2 separate regions of the Salmo salar genome follow, and region 1 is linked to region 2. A link is a contact called in public Hi-C data. All regions are on one chromosome and are shown on one strand. The core of a region is the stretch at or near the end of the contact, and the rest is flanking DNA. Distances in the headings are between cores, read along the strand shown.

Region 1 (3,984 bases), core at 647-3,146, 80 kb before region 2:
ATGCACTTTGATAATTCATATATTACAACCATTAGTAATATGAATCAAAACATTTGCATTATTTATTCTGTAATAAGAGTTGCAAGTACTAGATGTTTTCAGTCATTCAATCAGCATTGTTCTGTTTTTCACTAAATCAAATACTCTGAGGACATACTGATTTTGCCAATTAAAACCAAAATGTAAATAAACAAATAGCAAATGTCAATAAACAACAGAACAGACCTTACTTCATGTGTTGACAACATATTGCATGCATTCTGTCCATCAGATTCCAAAAAATTAAATAAAAGATTGTTCTGGCACTGTGAACAAAATAAGTATGACCTTATATGGCCATCCTAGTTAGAGTTTATCTATATTGCACCCTTCCCCCAAAATGTCCCCTTCAGTTATGTGGCAAAAAGACCCATAAGGTAAGAATACAATGCATGAAATGCATTTTGGACATAAATCATATTGTATCTAGTTCACATAATATTTCACATGAGAACCCATGACATACTGTATATCATGGGTTTATTTATTAGCACCTATTGTATATTTGGTTATTTTCTACTAAAGGCTGTTTTCTCTGGATACATAATGGAAACCATTTTGCATAGACAGCAGGCAACATGTAATATTGTTACATCTTTTGAACAGACTGTAGTGAATGGAATACCACTTAGATCTGATATCATCTTACTGTGTTTCTAAATAGCTAAATCTTTACAACATGATTATAGGTGAATACTAACTTCATCATGTCTTATTATCAGAGTCCAGTCAATCTATCAACTCATTTCCCTCCAGTCTGTCTGTACATTGCCTAAATAAAGGTTGGATGAAATAAATAGTCTGAGGAAATACTGTCAGTATTCTTACAAACATTGACATTCACACATACATTTACAATCTCAGGCATCAACGACTTCCCAATAAAAAACATAATTATAAAGCACAACTTATAACCATCTTTCCTTGTCGTGACTCTCACCATAATAGTGTGTGACTCCCTAGCCATGCTAGTAGTTACCATGCTAATCTTTAACCGCTCTAACATGCTTTTTATGTGCTTAGGTTCTTCTCAGTGACAGTGGGGAAACTACTATCTACTTATTGATAGCTCTTTGTCCATTAGGGCTCTTATCTGGTCCTTGTTTCCAACACACCATGGTCTTGAATTCTAATACTCTACTGAAGTCTCCTACATAACTGAGTGTTCGGCCTGTCCTGTTCTACTTGGTACTCTATCTACCAAGACAGATAGTTCCACTCAGTAGTGTTCCACCAGCTTGTTCCTGCCTTGACGACTCGACTTCTTCAACGGGCAGCTGGTCAAGACAGTTCTTTGCTATGTGCCAGTCCTCCACGGTGAGGCAACAGACATACCAGCTCACTATTTGCCAGGCTGTGCCACCTTGCCCGGTCGGAGCCAGTCTCTCCAGGGGGACTGGGGCTTCTCTTGCCCAGCCTCAGAGGTCCAGGAGGCAGGGGAGGAGGAGGGCCGGCGGGGCCTGGTGGAGGAAGCTGTGTTGGGTCTCCTCCAGAAGGACATGGGGTTGGAGGCAGGCTTTCTTTGGACCTGCTCCGACTGCTGCTGGGTCCTCAGCTGCTGGTTGATGATGATCTGAATGTCATCCTGAAGAAAATAAATAAAAACATTACACCGCTGTTGATAATGAGCCTCATTAGATTTCACATACATTTTAAATGCAAGAGCTGGATATAACAAGAGCTTAAATACACTTCAAGAGCTTAATTACAGTTCAAATACCATGATGTTGAAATTGTAGGAAAGTTTCAAATCATCTCTATTGAACTGGTCAGTTACAGAGAATGTTGCCATGTCTTCATATGACCACTAGAGGGAGGTAGTCACCCAACAGATGGCCTCGCACTAGCACCATGACTCAGCAGTAGACTAGAGTAGGAGAAAGATTCTTCTAGCCTTGGCCACCTGTCGATCTGTTCAGATCCATTCAGTCCAAACTTAGAGGGCTGTTTAAAGGTTGCCGTGTCCCTAACCCCAGTCGGGACACTATAGCTAAAGAGCAGTCTCTATGTAATACTAGAATTCTGACTCTGTGACCAAGGATTACATTACATGTTCACTATTGGAGGTGCCCTAAAGAGAATAGGCTTAATTAAACCAATGTTAATATTTAGTCAGAGCTTATGAAAGTGCCCTAATATGTTACTGGAGTGTGAAAGAGGAGCAGAGGAAGGGAGAGAAAGAGAGATAGATAAAGTGAGACAGAGACAGAAAGAGAGCAAAAGACAGACAGAGAGAGAAGGGGAATGATAGAGACAGACAGAGAGACCGTTGAGACCCACCTGCCAGGCCTCTAGTTCCTGAGACAGCTCCAGCTTGCGTTGGATAGCCTCCAGCAGCTGGTTGTTCAGACACATCATGTCGTTCTTACTCCTCACCAGCTCCGCCTCCATCAGGTTCTTCCTGACACGATGAAATAGGGGGACAAACACATGTTAAGTCACAGTGACATTATCATAGATTCATAGCAAACCAATGTGGAAAGCCCATGGAAATCTTCCAACGACAACCCAGCACGGGAACATATGTTACATTTACAGTACACATAAAATGGCATGAACTATATATAAATGGAACATGTCACTTTATGAATGCTAAATGCTGTTTGAAAATAACATTGAGGGAAATTACAAAGAGTGCAAATTATTAAACGATAAAGGTAGAAAATAACTAAATGATAAAGGCAAAACCACTTACTTAGCTATGGCTTCATCTCTGTCTCTGATGGCCTGTTGGGTCACCTCTTCTTCATCCTGTCTGTTTCCGAGCCTCAGCCTCAGCTTAGCATTCTCTTCCTGCAGCTGGGAGATCTAAAAGAGGGGAGAGGACAAGAGAGAATATAGTGAACTGAAACCATGGTCTGAGTCCAATATTAGCAACGCCAATGTATTGGGTTCAACTTCTGCTGTATCAAGAACTCATAACCAACATGACCACCAGGTAGCACACAAACCCCACACACTAAGATGAGCCAACGTAATCACGACTAAAGCGGAGTATTCAGTGTCTGTGGTGCTTAGGTATGTACACTGTCAAATTAGGTTAGAATTACATTAGAGGGCATCGTTTCTAGCCTGGGGTGTTCTATTGACCTGCTACTCTATGAGTGAACACACAGGAGCGGTGGGTGTTGTGTTATAAAACAGTAGCTCATGGTATTTACGGGAAATTCAGAGCTGTAACCTGACTACCACTGTACTGAAAAACCCCTCTCACTCTCTCTCCAGCCCAGTCCCCAGCCCCTAAAGCCCCACACAGATAGGCCAGCAACACAGAAACTCCTGTTGTTGTATCTAAATCTCCATGGAACGCAGGCCTGACTGACACCTGATCTCTGTGTTAATGTCTCTATCTCCTAGGGGATGAATCCAGCCTTTGTTGTCAGGGCCGGCAATTCATGTGGGAACCCGGACACTGTACTGAGGACTCAGGTAACTGAACAATGAGGCCTCTTACAGTCAGCTCAGCCCAGCACACAAGGTGGGAGGTGACTTATTATTATCTATGTATCAGTGTTGACCTTGCTCCTTTACCTGTTGTCCATCTAATATTCAGGTCGGTTCTCCAGTAGGCGATGTCCATTTTCATCTTCTGTTAGTGCTTCTCGTTTCATCCTTTGGTTAAATTCCTGTTTTGTCTGATAACATCATGACTTCACCAGTCTAGTTTCCCTTTTTCTCTCTATGACCAGTATAGGCATTAAAACTAGGGGAGACACTGCATTGTTTTGACAGGCACTTTCCCGGGAAGGTGGTTTTCCCAGTGGGAATAATAGACTGTGAAGCATTCAACATTACCAACCTGTCCTCTCCCAGATCCCCGCCACAGGCTTCTAACAACAACGCCTCAACAGAGTTCCAAACCAAAAACCACAGCACTGACATAACTCCAAAGTCATCTGTCCTTATACCGGTACATGGTATTGTATGACACAAACACAATAGCAC
Region 2 (3,716 bases), core at 820-3,319:
AAAAAAAATACAGATGGTAGTGTTAATACATATGTGAACGGAGACATCTTATGAAGTTAGTGATTCATCTATTCCTGCAGCAAAGGATTTCACTGCTGTGTAATGAGCTGAAGTCAGATCTGCCCATGCATGTATGCCAGTGAAATATCACAGCAAGGTCTAGCTAAGAATAATAACAGTAACACATGCCGATGTAGTAACATACTAATGTCATGCAAAATACAGTAAGCTACACTATATATACAAAAGAATGTGGACACCCTTTCAAATGAGTGGATTCGGCTATTTCAGCCACACCCGTTGCTAACAGGTATATAAAATCGAGCACACCGCCATGCAATCTCCATAGACAAACATTAGCAGTAGAATGGCCTTACTGAAGAGCTCAGTGACTTTCAAACGTGGCACCATCACAGTCAGTTCCTCAAATTTCTTCCATGCCCCGGTCAACTGTAAGTGCTGTTATTGTGAAGTGGAAACGTCTAGGAGCAACAACGCGAAGTGTTAGGCCACACAAGCTCACAGAACGGGACCGTCGAGTGCTAAAGCGAGTAAAAATCATCTCTCCTCGGTTGCAACACTCACTACCAAGTTCCAAACTGACACTGGAAGCAACGTCAGTACAAGAACTGTACGTCGGGAGCTTCATGAAATGGGTTTCCATGGCCGAGCAGCCACACACAAGCCTAAGATCACCATGCGCAATACAAAGCATGTAAAGCTCGCCGCCATTGGACTCTGGAGCAGTGGAAACGCGTTCTCTGGAGCGATGAATCACACTTCACCATCTGGCAGTCTGACGGACAAATCTGGGTTTGGCGGATGCCAAGAGAACGCTACCTGCCCCAATGCATAGTGCCAACTGTAAAGTTTGGTGGAGGAGGAATAATGGTCTGGAGGTTTTTTTTCATGGTTCCGGCTAGGCCCCTTAGTTTCGCTTTAGGGAAATCTTAACGCTACAGCTTACAACATTCTAGACAATTCTGTGCTTCCAACTTTGTGGTAACAGTCTGGGGAAGGCTCTTTCCTGTTTCAGCATGACAATGTCCCAGTGCACAAAGCGAGGTTCATACAGAAAGGGTTTGTCGAGATCGGTGTGGAAGAACTTGACTGGCCTGCACAGAGCCCTGACCTCAACTCCATCGAACACCTTTGGGATGAATTGAAACAGCGACTGCGAGCCAGGACTAATCGCCCAACATTAGTGCTCAACCTCACTAATGCTCTTGTGGCTGAATGGAAGTCCCCACAGCAATTTTCCAACATCTAGTGAAAAAAACTTCCCAGAAGAGTAGAGGCTGTTATAGCAGTAAAGGGGGGACAAATTCCATATTAATGCCCATGATTTTGGAACGAGATGTTCGAGCAGGTGTCCACAAACTTTTGGTCATGTAGTGTTTATCCACAACAGTAGTCCTAGCTTTATAATAATGACCTTGAGCAAGTGTAATAATAATTCCCTATTAGACAGACAAGTACACTAGTAACTGGATATGCCGTGTATTAACTTCAACAGTTTAACCATTTTAGAATAGCTCAAATTAGAAGTTGCACTAATTTGTAGTTTATAAAATCGACTACGGGCCAATAGTTGACTGGCTAGCTATTTATGCTAGCTTGCTAACAGTCACTTTTTCAGGTTCAATCCTGCACACTTGCAGCATAGACGAGTCAGTAGGAACCTCCATTCTCAAAAATCGTCAATGGAACAAAAGTCAGAACCCCAACGCTTTAAACGTGCAAAGTAATAATAGTCACACCTGCTTAAAACGAAGATCTGTCCTGTTGACTGGGCCGTGTTTTTAGCCTGATTCAGGCCATTGCCAAATCTCTGAAGGACTCGGGTCGCCATTTTCCATTGATAACACTGGAGCGTATTCATTACGCCGATTCGGTTGCAAAACGTTTCTTCAACGGAAGCAAACGGGGAGGGACGTACCTGAATTTGTTCAAAAGAAATTCTCGTTTTACTCTGTTTGCTTCCGTTTGGTTCTTAAACGATAAACGGTTTCCGTAATGAATACACCCCTGTCCTCTGTGCAAAAACAAAGTGGAGCCTGTGTGTCTACAATGTAGCCACCAGGTGGTAGTAAAACACCACCAAATGAATGGTGTGAACAGTGGAGGACCACTTGTCTGTCCTCGGTACTAGTTTTGTTAGTTTTTCCATAGAACCATGAAAAGGAGCATGATGTGTGTGTTTCCTCTTCTTTGTAGACTTCACTTCTTTTTTTTGTTGCTTGACTGAATATTTCTACCTTCTTTTCTATGATTGGGGTTAAATTGAAGACTTTATTCATGCAATCTAACATCTTTGAAGACATGTCTGTTCTAAATTCCCGTGCCTCCAAGACAGCTTACATCAGTTGACGGGAATGACGTTCTCTACATGTCAAACTCAAGACAAGCACACTGGATCCAGAAAAACCTCTGGCTAAAACCAGAGATGAAGATATGGAGCCAGATAGCTGCCAAAAGGTTGAAGGTACGTATCATTAGGATCGCAAGAAAAGCCATGCATGAAACATAAATGTGAAATTTAATCTGTGAAGATACAAACACCATGTTATGATTACGGACTAACATTTAAGCTTGAACAAATCGTGTGTTGCAATTTTGAGTTACAATAATACCTTTCAGAGTTTTGGCAGTTTCATCTCACTAACAAACAAAAAACGTACACCAAACTGCCTGTGAGGAATGCTACACAAACAAGCCTAACACAGTATAAAACAAACGGAAGTCAGGGAAACCGGAAAGAGGTGTCCTGCACGTTTTCAAGTTATAAGTCTCAATTCTCTATTACTCCTCAATTTAGTTTACTTCACATTTAGGTAGCTAATGTAATGGATTTGTTTGCCAGCGCAAGTTTAGACAGCACTAGCTGTATTATGCCTACAACAGTGACGTTTCAGTTCGCTAGGTGTAAATAGAATAATAGATGTTTGGGAAATCTACAAATTATGCATGACCACTGGAGTCTTTGCTATTCAAAATGTTTTTGTATAGAATAGTTGACATTTATTGAATCATTCAAAATCTTGCCAAAGCATATTCTGTAGGAGGGGTTATTATGAATTTAAAATAATTTGACATGATTTATTTGAATCGGGTCATGAACATATGGACTTTGAAATGAACAAGGGAGAGGTTAAATTGAGTCTGTCTGGCATAAGCTTATTGCCACACTTTACAATAACTCTGTTAGCTGTGGTCTTAGGTAGTCTCCGTATGGGCTATTCCCTCCATTACGACACTGCTGCCCAGTTGAAGAGCTTGTGATCTCCATGCAGCATCACAGCAGCATTCGCCTTCAGAAAAGCACCCCTCAGCCTCAGAAGATCCCCTTCTGGAGGCATGCAGCCATAGTTATTATACCCTAATGTAGGCTTATTTTCTTACTAGCCAAATAAAGTGCAGAGCATGCATGATGTGTGCAACTCATCATTCAAACTTATTTTATCATTTAATTCATCCTTCAGTCAGTCAGTATGTCATCCATTCTGTCATTTGTCTGAGTTGCAATAGGAACTAAATCAAAGAGAATAAAAATGTCTTATTCATTTGTTTATTGAAATCCATGTGTGTATTCAAAATTATTTAAATTCTCCAAAGTTCTTTAGCCTATTATTTTAATAATTCAATGTTTAATTTAGACCTATCCAAATAAAAAACTAGGCCTTCAACTATAATTTTGGGTACTGGTGTCTTGTGGA

The links. Hi-C and Micro-C count contacts between places; a contact is called where the count stands out from the background.
Region 1: a Hi-C map of blood shows a contact between it and region 2, with 5 times the contacts expected there. The contact joins the enhancer-like site here to the promoter of LOC106581053 in region 2. A contact is called at or near these places in 3 of 3 Hi-C or Micro-C datasets (blood, gill and muscle).

The regions. Positions count from the first base shown.
Region 1 is chrssa20:63,149,518-63,153,501 of Ssal_v3.1, reverse strand. It overlaps LOC106581055 (BICD family-like cargo adapter 1), which reads right to left. Exons shown (of 9, transcript XM_014162763.2): 7 at 2,735-2,847; 8 at 2,320-2,440; 9 at 1-1,624. The coding sequence ends at 1,382. Among protein-coding and RNA genes, the nearest start is that of LOC106581058, 12 kb to the left of the region's middle. Within about 2 kb of position 1,896, at least 5 of the 13 cell types and tissues checked have an H3K27ac peak or open chromatin away from gene starts, as enhancers often do. A contact at or near this core is called in muscle, where this site is marked.
Region 2 is chrssa20:63,069,819-63,073,534 of Ssal_v3.1, reverse strand. It overlaps LOC106581053 (protein NipSnap homolog 2), which reads right to left and starts at 2,069. Exons shown (of 10, transcript XM_014162761.2): 1 at 1,761-2,069. The coding sequence starts at 1,882.